Regions from separate parts of the Mus musculus genome. Here regions 1 and 2 are each linked to region 3. A link is a contact called in public HiChIP or PLAC-seq data. All regions are on one chromosome and are shown on one strand. The core of a region is the stretch at or near the end of the contact, and the rest is flanking DNA. Distances in the headings are between cores, read along the strand shown. Region 1 overlaps Lhfpl2 (lipoma HMGIC fusion partner-like 2). Region 2 overlaps Lhfpl2 (lipoma HMGIC fusion partner-like 2). Region 3 overlaps Arsb (arylsulfatase B).

Region 1 (2,700 bases), core at 79-2,578, 260 kb after region 3:
CAGGTACAGGGAAAAGTTAATAATAATAATAACGAATAATCAAATAGAACAGTTAGAGGGACATCATAATGAAAATCACGTGAGTGTGCGTTCGGTCTCTTTTTCTCTCAATGTTACATTGTATACATATCAGAAAGGCACCACATACAGCGTATATATGCCGAACAAAGGAAGACCCACTTCCTGGTGGGGACAGAGTAAAGTGGTACACCATTCCGTCTACTTGGGATTATTTCTGGAACTTTCGATGTAAGACTTTCAGACCATGATTGACCACAGTTAACTGAAAGCAAACTCCACGCTAAGGAAAGGACTGTGTTTGCCCATGGGATTCTAGGCAGATGCCTCGCTGTCAGTGACCAAGGGTGAGTTTGTGTGGTCTAAGTCCTGTGGTCAGTTTGAGGTTCGTGCTATGAAAGTAACAGTAAAGTCTGACATAGGAGCTTCAGGGTAAGTAGCCATGGAGTAGGAAACTTGTAGGGGCGACCCTGACTCAGAACACCTGCTTAGTTGTGGTAGAACTGAGAGCTGATAATCTTACTACATCAGAGAGCCGTGTTAGGAAATGAATAAACATGAAAATGGTGTAGGCAGGGAGGTGTCTGCCTGCCTCCCCGTGCCACACACACATGGACTCCTTAGAATGGGCAGTCATGGGCAGCCTTGACTTCCTGTGGCCCACTTACTGAACACGTTGAAGAACCAAAATAGCTACCAAAAGACACCAAAAATAGCCTCCGATAGGATTATTAGAGACTGGGTGTGGATTTTTTTCATAACCTTTAATTCAGAGAAGCATATGTTTTACAATTCCAATACATTTCTAAATTATTGCTAAAATTGTTTCTAGTCCTGGCAACCTTGTACCTCCCATGGTGTTTAGTTTTATGCTGGATTGCCCTTGAATAGTATATTAAAAATAGTCTGTGTGATGACTTAAGCTGTCCTGGGGAAAGTGACTCTCACTTGTGTCAGTTAGTGTGTTTTCTTTTCTTCACTAGTAAATTTTGTGTGTTTTGTTTGTTTGTTTTTATTTTTGACACTTTTTTTTTTTTTTTCGGGAAGGAGATCACTATGTGGTCCCAGTTGGCCTGAAACTCACTGAAACTTGCCTGCTTCTGCCTCTGCCTCTAGAGTGCTGGGATTCCAGATGTGCCCCCACCTCATCTGGCCTAACTTTTGTAACGTCTTAAATCAAATTGTTCAGTGAGCTAGTATTGAAATGAATGACTAGAGGTTTTGGAAGCGCTGCTACATTCACGAGGCTGGGTTTGCAAAGACGTCCAGAGATCAACGGTTTGTGGCTATGACTCACACCGCGATGCGTTTATAAACCCTTGTGTTTTGCAAATTCATGATTCATGTTGTCAGATGACCTCTCTTCCTGGGACTCTAGCATTGCAAAAGTTCAGCCATTTGTCTCACAAGTTCTTCCATCTGAGTCTTCACATTAGGGCCTTCTCTTTCCAAGAGCTTTTCCTGCATGGCCTAGCTTCATGCTGACCTAACCTCCATTGCCACAGAGATGGGCGAGCCCTCCAGAGACAGCCTGCGGCTCTCTGCTTCAGGGAACAGTGCTGCCGTTCACATTTATTCGGGCCTGTCACAGGGGTGCCGTGCTATAGGATGAGGTCACCAGTAAAGGCCTCTCTCAGTTTTATGAAGACACCTGCTGCAGAATTCCAGGTGTTGATACTGGCAAACACTTAATTTTAAAGAACAGAGGTACTTGCCTCTATGCAGGCCTCTGCCAGCCAATGGGAGCTTGGTTGCTTCCAGCCAGAGAATGAGTTTTTGAGAAGTGTGTCATCATTGGTTAGTGCTGAACTGGCTGAAATGTGAGTATCTTGGTTGTCAGTATTTATCAGCATCTAAGAAAGGGATGCTGTATCTTGGGAGAGAATGGCCAGTATTTATCGATATACTTATATGCCTAGCACTTCACCTCCCCGTTTTTGACACATGATAACAGCAGGTGCTGGAGGCTGTGAGGGGTTTAGCACTTAGGACAGTCTGGAAAACTGGAAGTGTGGGAAGAGGGTTGAACCAATGGACTCTACCTTGGAAGGGAAGCCCACAGCAGGTAGAGTTTCATAGCTAATTGCTCATAGCAAACACATTGGTTTAAAAACATTTTAGTAGTGTTCTCTGTGTGTCTAAGGGCGCAGTTACCTGGAGGAGCTGCCCACTTTTGGACTAACCATGTGGTTCAGAGATGGAAACTTCTGGCAGCTTCAGGTTCGAGAAAGAAGAGAGGCTTGTGAGGGCTGAGAAGGCAGAGAAGGCAGGGATGGATGGTCTTGGATGCCATGGGCCACCATTGCAGAGCCCATCCCTTGGACTGTGTTCTCTGGGCAGTTCAGTGAGCTACTGAGTAACTGATGTCCAAGCTGGGTTAAGGGGGTGGGGATCAGAGGTGGTGTGGTCTCCCTTTTGATAGGCTAGAGGCTCATAATGTTAAAATTTGAAAAATTGGCAATCATTTTTCACTGTTTTGGTATGAATGAAGTAACAGCTAAAAGCCGTCATTCCTGGCAGGGCCCCAGACGATGAACAAGGAACCTTGCCTAGTTTGCTCATTTCTAGGCAGAGGACATGGTCTACCAAAAAACCCAAAAAGTTTAAATACAAAAGAGCCATGACCAATCGAGACTAAGGTGCTCCCCATTTCTGACCATTCTAAGTTAAATATGGTCCCAA
Region 2 (2,700 bases), core at 60-2,559, 220 kb after region 3:
TTTCCAGTCCCTAAGAATAAAAGGAAGTGTTTCTGATTTTCAGATTTGACCTGGAGTCCACGAGGTCTAGAAACTGAGTCACACAGTGCTGAGCCTGAGTGGCAGGGCAGCCAGCCCTGTGGAGGTTCCCGGTCCCAGCATTTCACTTCACTTAAGTGAGCACAGCCAGCCCTTGGCAGCCTGCCACCTGCTGGGTTTGGTGGACAGGTCCCTGACACTTGACACTTTGATGCCTTTTCATGAAAATCCTGCAGGTTGTTGGAGACAGGCAGAGAACAGACTCCGGTGACTCCTGCTACTCTCATAACTACCAGGCTGGTCTGTGAGCCACAGTTTATGCTTTGGACGCAGAACTGGGCCACTGCTCTCTGTGTTTGTTTTGCTGAGTTGCCCTTAAAACGTGGAGAAACCTCTCCAAGCCTTTGTTTTACCAACAAAGCACAGTAAAGTAGACTTGGATAATTATCCCTGGAGTTGACTGGTATAAACAGAACCTTAAAGAACAGTCCCACTGGGAATAAAATGAGCCCTTCTTTGTAAGGGAGGAAGGGAGGTCGCTAGAGTGCTGCAGCACTGTTCATGTTAGCTACTCATTTAAGATTCACCTCCAGCTTTAGGTCCACCATGTGTGGGGGTTCAAAGTATCATATCCTGAGTGTTGACGAATCAGCTGACTTAAAATTGTCTAGGCTTGAAGTTCTAGATCGATGGTTACGGAGATGAGGGGGGAGGGAGGTGGCGGGTAGTGGGGTGGGTCAGTGGGCAAAGCTCATGCCATGCCAGTGTGAGAACCTGACTTCACATCCCTAGAACCCATGGAAAGCCAGGCATGACAATGCACATCTATAATCCTGCCTCCCTTTGGGACATGGGTGGTGGAGACATTGTACAGGTCAGCTAGTGGACATGAGCTGTGTCAGAGTGGAAGATGGGGACCAACCTCTGAAGTTGTTTTGGGTCTTCCACACAGGTCTTGTGACACATGCAGAAGCACACACAGAGGCACACACACATACACACACACACACACACACATACACACAGTCACACATGTACACAAACACACACACACACACACACAGGCATGCTCGTACACACAGAGATTTAAAGATATGGAGGATATACTATTTCAAAGCACAGATTGTTGTAGGTAATGATTATGTGACTCAGTTTAAACTGCTCAGCTTTCTATCCGGAGAAGTGAGAATAATAAATGAGGTATACCTTCACCCACGCTCCAGTCCTCTTTTATGCATAGCGTGGCTCAGAAGAGAAACTGCACTGGACTTAGCTCTGAAGATCGCCTGGGGAACACCCGCCCACCCTTGCTCAGGTTTCAGGAAAAGGCTCCCTGTTCAAGGACAATTACTCAGACTCTCCCTCTCTGTGGCTTTTGTGATCATGAACAGCTGGGTCCTAACCGCCTCTGAGACAAACCACCAGACTGCTGTGGGCAGCTCTGTTTCTTACTGAGTTCCTTTTTCACTAGGCTGAAATGTATCTTTGTAACTGCCCGAAATGTATCCTTGTAACTAACTGCCCAGGCGGTTTTCACTCTTTGCTTCTACTTTACAGAGTAATGTGAAGCAGTTCAGATTGGGGCATTTCAAGTTGTAGCAATCTGTAACTGAGAAAGGGGTCTTACGGCTGTTTCCTGTTTCTCACTATTCACTACGGCCAGTGAGACCGGTGCCTGTCACAGGAATGTTGTGCATGGGCACAAAGGACAGCTGTTGTTTCTCCCTCCTGATGCCCGGAAGTAGAACAGGGAGCCGTGGATGGAGATGAATGGAAGTACCAACCTTTTACTGCTTAATGAGAATAGCCGCCATGGTTTTCATGGCACTTAGGATGCCTTCTGGGATAAACAGTGCCTACATTTATTGGGCTATAAATAGTTTAAATGGTCAACCAGACCAATAATATGTAAAAATGTAGGTGAAAGAATGGTCACTAATGAAGACAGATATTTTCACTTTTTTTTTTAATGCACCTGTGTGTTTAACAGCCATTAAGTGTAAGACAGTTGCATATGGGACAGTGAAAAACTTGGTGACATAGCAGAGTGTTCATTGGTGTGAGGGCTTCGGGGGAGGGGAGGGTCTTTCCAGTGAGCAAAGGTATCAAATAATCACCACACAGAGTTACATCTTCATTCATAGAATCTGTACCAAAGGTCAGCTGCTGGAGAGCCAGCACCCGCCACCGCCAGCTGGTGGCCGGTGCCTGACTTGTTGCCAGTCCGCAGTGTGACTTGGAGGACTGGGCGGTACTACTCAGAATTGCATTTCCCTTCACTTTAAAAGGAGGCTAAACTTTCCTCCTCTTGCCTGTGCAGATTCTTAGGATTAAATGTCTTAAGACGTTTGGAGCTGAGTCTTAATGCTGCTGCGTCAGAGTCGTGTGGCTTTCGGATGGTTCTGGAAGCATTGCCATTCCGCTCCGCGTTGTGAAGATAGAGGTTGTACTAGTGCCTCTTGCTGGGCACTTGTGGGAAGCAAAGGAGTGACTTCCCACGGAGGACATAGAACAGGTGGGCAGTTAATGCCTAGTTCCTCATTACCTTTTGTGAATTTTTTGAAGGCTATGTGACAGTCTGTTTTTAGTGTTCTGTGTGTTTTTCTGTTTTTAGTTTTTTAAAGAACATATTGTTCAAATATAAAAATAGTACCTTAAGGGGTTAATGCAATGACTTGTCAG
Region 3 (2,700 bases), core at 128-2,627:
GCAGACAAACTCTTATGGACTCCCAGAAAGATTGCATAGAAAAAGCAAGTGCTGCCTCTGTGTGCCCAAGAGACTGCCCCCAGCTTTTGCCTCTATAAAAGGCATGGCAGGTCATTCTGTGCAACCTTTGCCTGTTGATCTGTCATTGTATCTCAGAAGACAAAGAGCATCCTCACCCAGCTCCATCGTAAGAGCTCATCCTGTCTCTGGGACCAGCGAGCCTGTCTCTGTATCTCCTGAAAAAATAAAGGCAACTTCCTGGGATATAAGAAGCAGGTCTCATCATTTAACCACAGTCAGAGGGAAACTGGGAGAATTGATTGTTCCTGTGTTTTTTACTCAGAGTGTTTAAAGATTAGTGGCAAACATTCTGGTCCAATAAAAAGTAAAAGTGTTTTCTATTTGGCGTCAGTTTATAAAAAATAATAGAGGAATCAAATGGAATTAGAATATACAGAAGTATATAATGGTCTCTGAGTGTGAGGGAGGTGTGAAGACAGTTTTCATTATCCTTTTGACCTAATTCACTGGATGTATTTTATTTACAATTAAACATTAGAAAGAAAGAACAAAGGAGAAAGGAAACAAAGCAATACTGTGCTCAGGTTGGACACCACTCCTCTCCTCTCCCCTCCCCTCCTCTCCTCTCCCCTCCCCTCCCCTCCCCTCCCCTCTCCTCCCCTCCCCTCCCCTTCCCTTCCCTTCCCTCCCCTCCCCTCCCCTCTCCTCTCCTCCCCTCCCCCACCCCCATAAGTGTGGGAACTCTGCTCAGAGCCTTGGGGCTGGAGTTAATCGTTTGATTTCTCTACATAGTATAGATCTGTAAACTGCCTCAGTGACAGTAATAAATTAGAGTGTCTTGATAAAGACCAAACTCATCAATTTTTCCAAAATCTGTATTTGATTAATTCTACAAAGGTCTAGGTCAAAGTTATTCCTCAAAGCTTATCATTTTAACAAAGAAACCCAAGGTTTCCAGGTTTGTCAGAAAACTCATTATCGCTGCACGATGGCAAAAGGTCACAAAATGCCTCCTTCCACAAGACAAATTTCTTCTGCTCAACAACCCATTCCCCTAGCAGAACCAAGAAAAACCTCTGACATTTCAGATCCTTTTGCTTCAGGGAAAATAAATGTTCCCCAGATCGTGGAGGAAAATGACAAACAAATTAATGAAAAACAGATCCGTTCCTACAGTGTACCCGGCTAGGGCAGACCGCATACACTCAAAGTCAAGCGCTCACTCTCAGGTCCTGCCACCTCTGCAGAGTGACAGTTCCCACAGTGGCATCAGCGCTGTCCTCACAGAAAGCTGTACACATACCACAGCGCTGCAAAATGAAAGAAACATGCGTCAGAAAAACTCCAGTGTTTAACTGTGGCTGGAACTGTGAACTTGTGAGTACGGGCATTTTGAAAGTGACTCAGCCCCTTCTCACAGTGCACACGCAGAACTTGACTTAATTTAGCAGTGCTGTTTTCCTACACCCTAAAAGTTCCTGCTTTTAATTCTGCATCATTTGTACCTCTGAACACATGCTTTCCCCATATCTTCAGTTTCCACTGATTAACTAATTTTAACCTTGAGGACATTTCTTCCTTCCTTTTTTCTTCCTTCCTTCCTTCCTTCCTTCCTTCCTTCCTTCCTTTTTTTCTTTTGAACCAAGCAGTATGGACAAAGCCCGAGTTCCCCATGACCCCAGCTGGGTGCCAGTGCTAACGGGTTTAATTTGCCCTTTCAGAATCCTTCAGTTACTCATTTAAACAATATAGGCATGTGGAATTGTATACATGTGTGCTGCTTTTCCCCCATATACTTGGTTTCATATGAAATGTTTTGCTTTGTTTTTGTTTGCCATATGCCTTAGTTCAGTAAGTAGAGATTAGTGACTTTCTATGGGGGCTGCTTTGCCTCTGGGGGAGACTTGGTGACTTCTAGAAAGCTTTTTGGTAGTTACAAATGGGTAGAGACCAAGGATACTGACAATCACAATGTATACATCAGCTCCCTAACAGAGCATCATCTACATGAAGTGTCAAGGATGCCAAGACCGCCGCTGTTAGGATCTTCCTCCTCTGACCTGCAGCAGAGCCAGTGGTCCATTCAGCCAGTCATGCACAGGATCATTTGGCTGAATCCTTAAGCATGTGGGCCTATTCCTTTTCACCACAGCTAGCCCTCTTCCTGCATACCTGTCTTAATCCATTCCTGCTGCTATAACAAAATACCACGGGTCAAACACCTCATAAATATCAGACATTTATTGTTCACAGTTGTGGAGGCCAAGAAGCCCAAGGTCAAGGTATCTGCAGATGTAGTGTCTATAATGGGCTTAATCTCCAAGTCAAAAATGGTTTCCCTTGGCTGTGATGTCTTAAGGCAAATGGGGTCAGAAGGGCAAAGGTGAAAAAGGGAAGTATCTCTCTTCCTCAGGTCTTTTTGTGAGGGCACTAACTAAGCCTGTCCATCCTATTCATGGTGGAGGAACTAAATCATTCCACCTTGTGACCCTACCTCTCAGTACCTTGGGGGTCAAGTTTCAGGAGGCCATTCCTTTTAACCACAGCAACCCCTACAGGCTACCAAGATCTCTGAATGTCCTGGCTCCATCTCAGAAGCCACCTTGTACATTTCCCAAAGCTAGTCACCAGGGTTTCCTTCAGCACTCATCCCCCACTTGGCCTTGCCCCTGACTGTCC

The links. HiChIP or PLAC-seq counts read pairs in DNA pulled down with a chosen protein or histone mark.
Region 1: a BATF HiChIP or PLAC-seq map of CD8 T cells shows a contact between it and region 3, with 5 read pairs. The contact joins two enhancer-like sites. A contact is called at or near these places in 1 of 484 Hi-C or Micro-C datasets (bone marrow-derived macrophages) and 2 of 115 datasets of contacts at active chromatin or transcription factors (CD8 T cells and embryonic fibroblasts).
Region 2: a BATF HiChIP or PLAC-seq map of CD8 T cells shows a contact between it and region 3, with 10 read pairs. The contact joins two enhancer-like sites. A contact is called at or near these places in 1 of 484 Hi-C or Micro-C datasets (bone marrow-derived macrophages), 1 of 115 datasets of contacts at active chromatin or transcription factors (CD8 T cells) and 2 of 9 other capture datasets (adipose tissue and liver).

What each region holds. Positions count from the first base shown.
Region 1 is chr13:94,153,328-94,156,027 of GRCm38.p6, forward strand. The region is part of intron 2 of Lhfpl2 (lipoma HMGIC fusion partner-like 2); the gene reads left to right. Among named protein-coding and RNA genes, the nearest start is that of Lhfpl2, 97 kb to the left of the region's middle. Within about 2 kb of position 1,329, at least 106 of the 459 cell types and tissues checked have an H3K27ac peak or open chromatin away from gene starts, as enhancers often do. A contact at or near this core is called in CD8 T cells, bone marrow-derived macrophages and embryonic fibroblasts, where this site is marked.
Region 2 is chr13:94,115,497-94,118,196 of GRCm38.p6, forward strand. The region is part of intron 1 of Lhfpl2 (lipoma HMGIC fusion partner-like 2); the gene reads left to right. Among named protein-coding and RNA genes, the nearest start is that of Lhfpl2, 59 kb to the left of the region's middle. Within about 2 kb of position 1,310, at least 142 of the 459 cell types and tissues checked have an H3K27ac peak or open chromatin away from gene starts, as enhancers often do. A contact at or near this core is called in CD8 T cells and bone marrow-derived macrophages, where this site is marked.
Region 3 is chr13:93,897,349-93,900,048 of GRCm38.p6, forward strand. The region is part of intron 6 of Arsb (arylsulfatase B); the gene reads left to right. Among named protein-coding and RNA genes, the nearest start is that of Mir5624, 110 kb to the left of the region's middle. Within about 2 kb of position 1,378, at least 85 of the 459 cell types and tissues checked have an H3K27ac peak or open chromatin away from gene starts, as enhancers often do. A contact at or near this core is called in CD8 T cells, bone marrow-derived macrophages and embryonic fibroblasts, where this site is marked.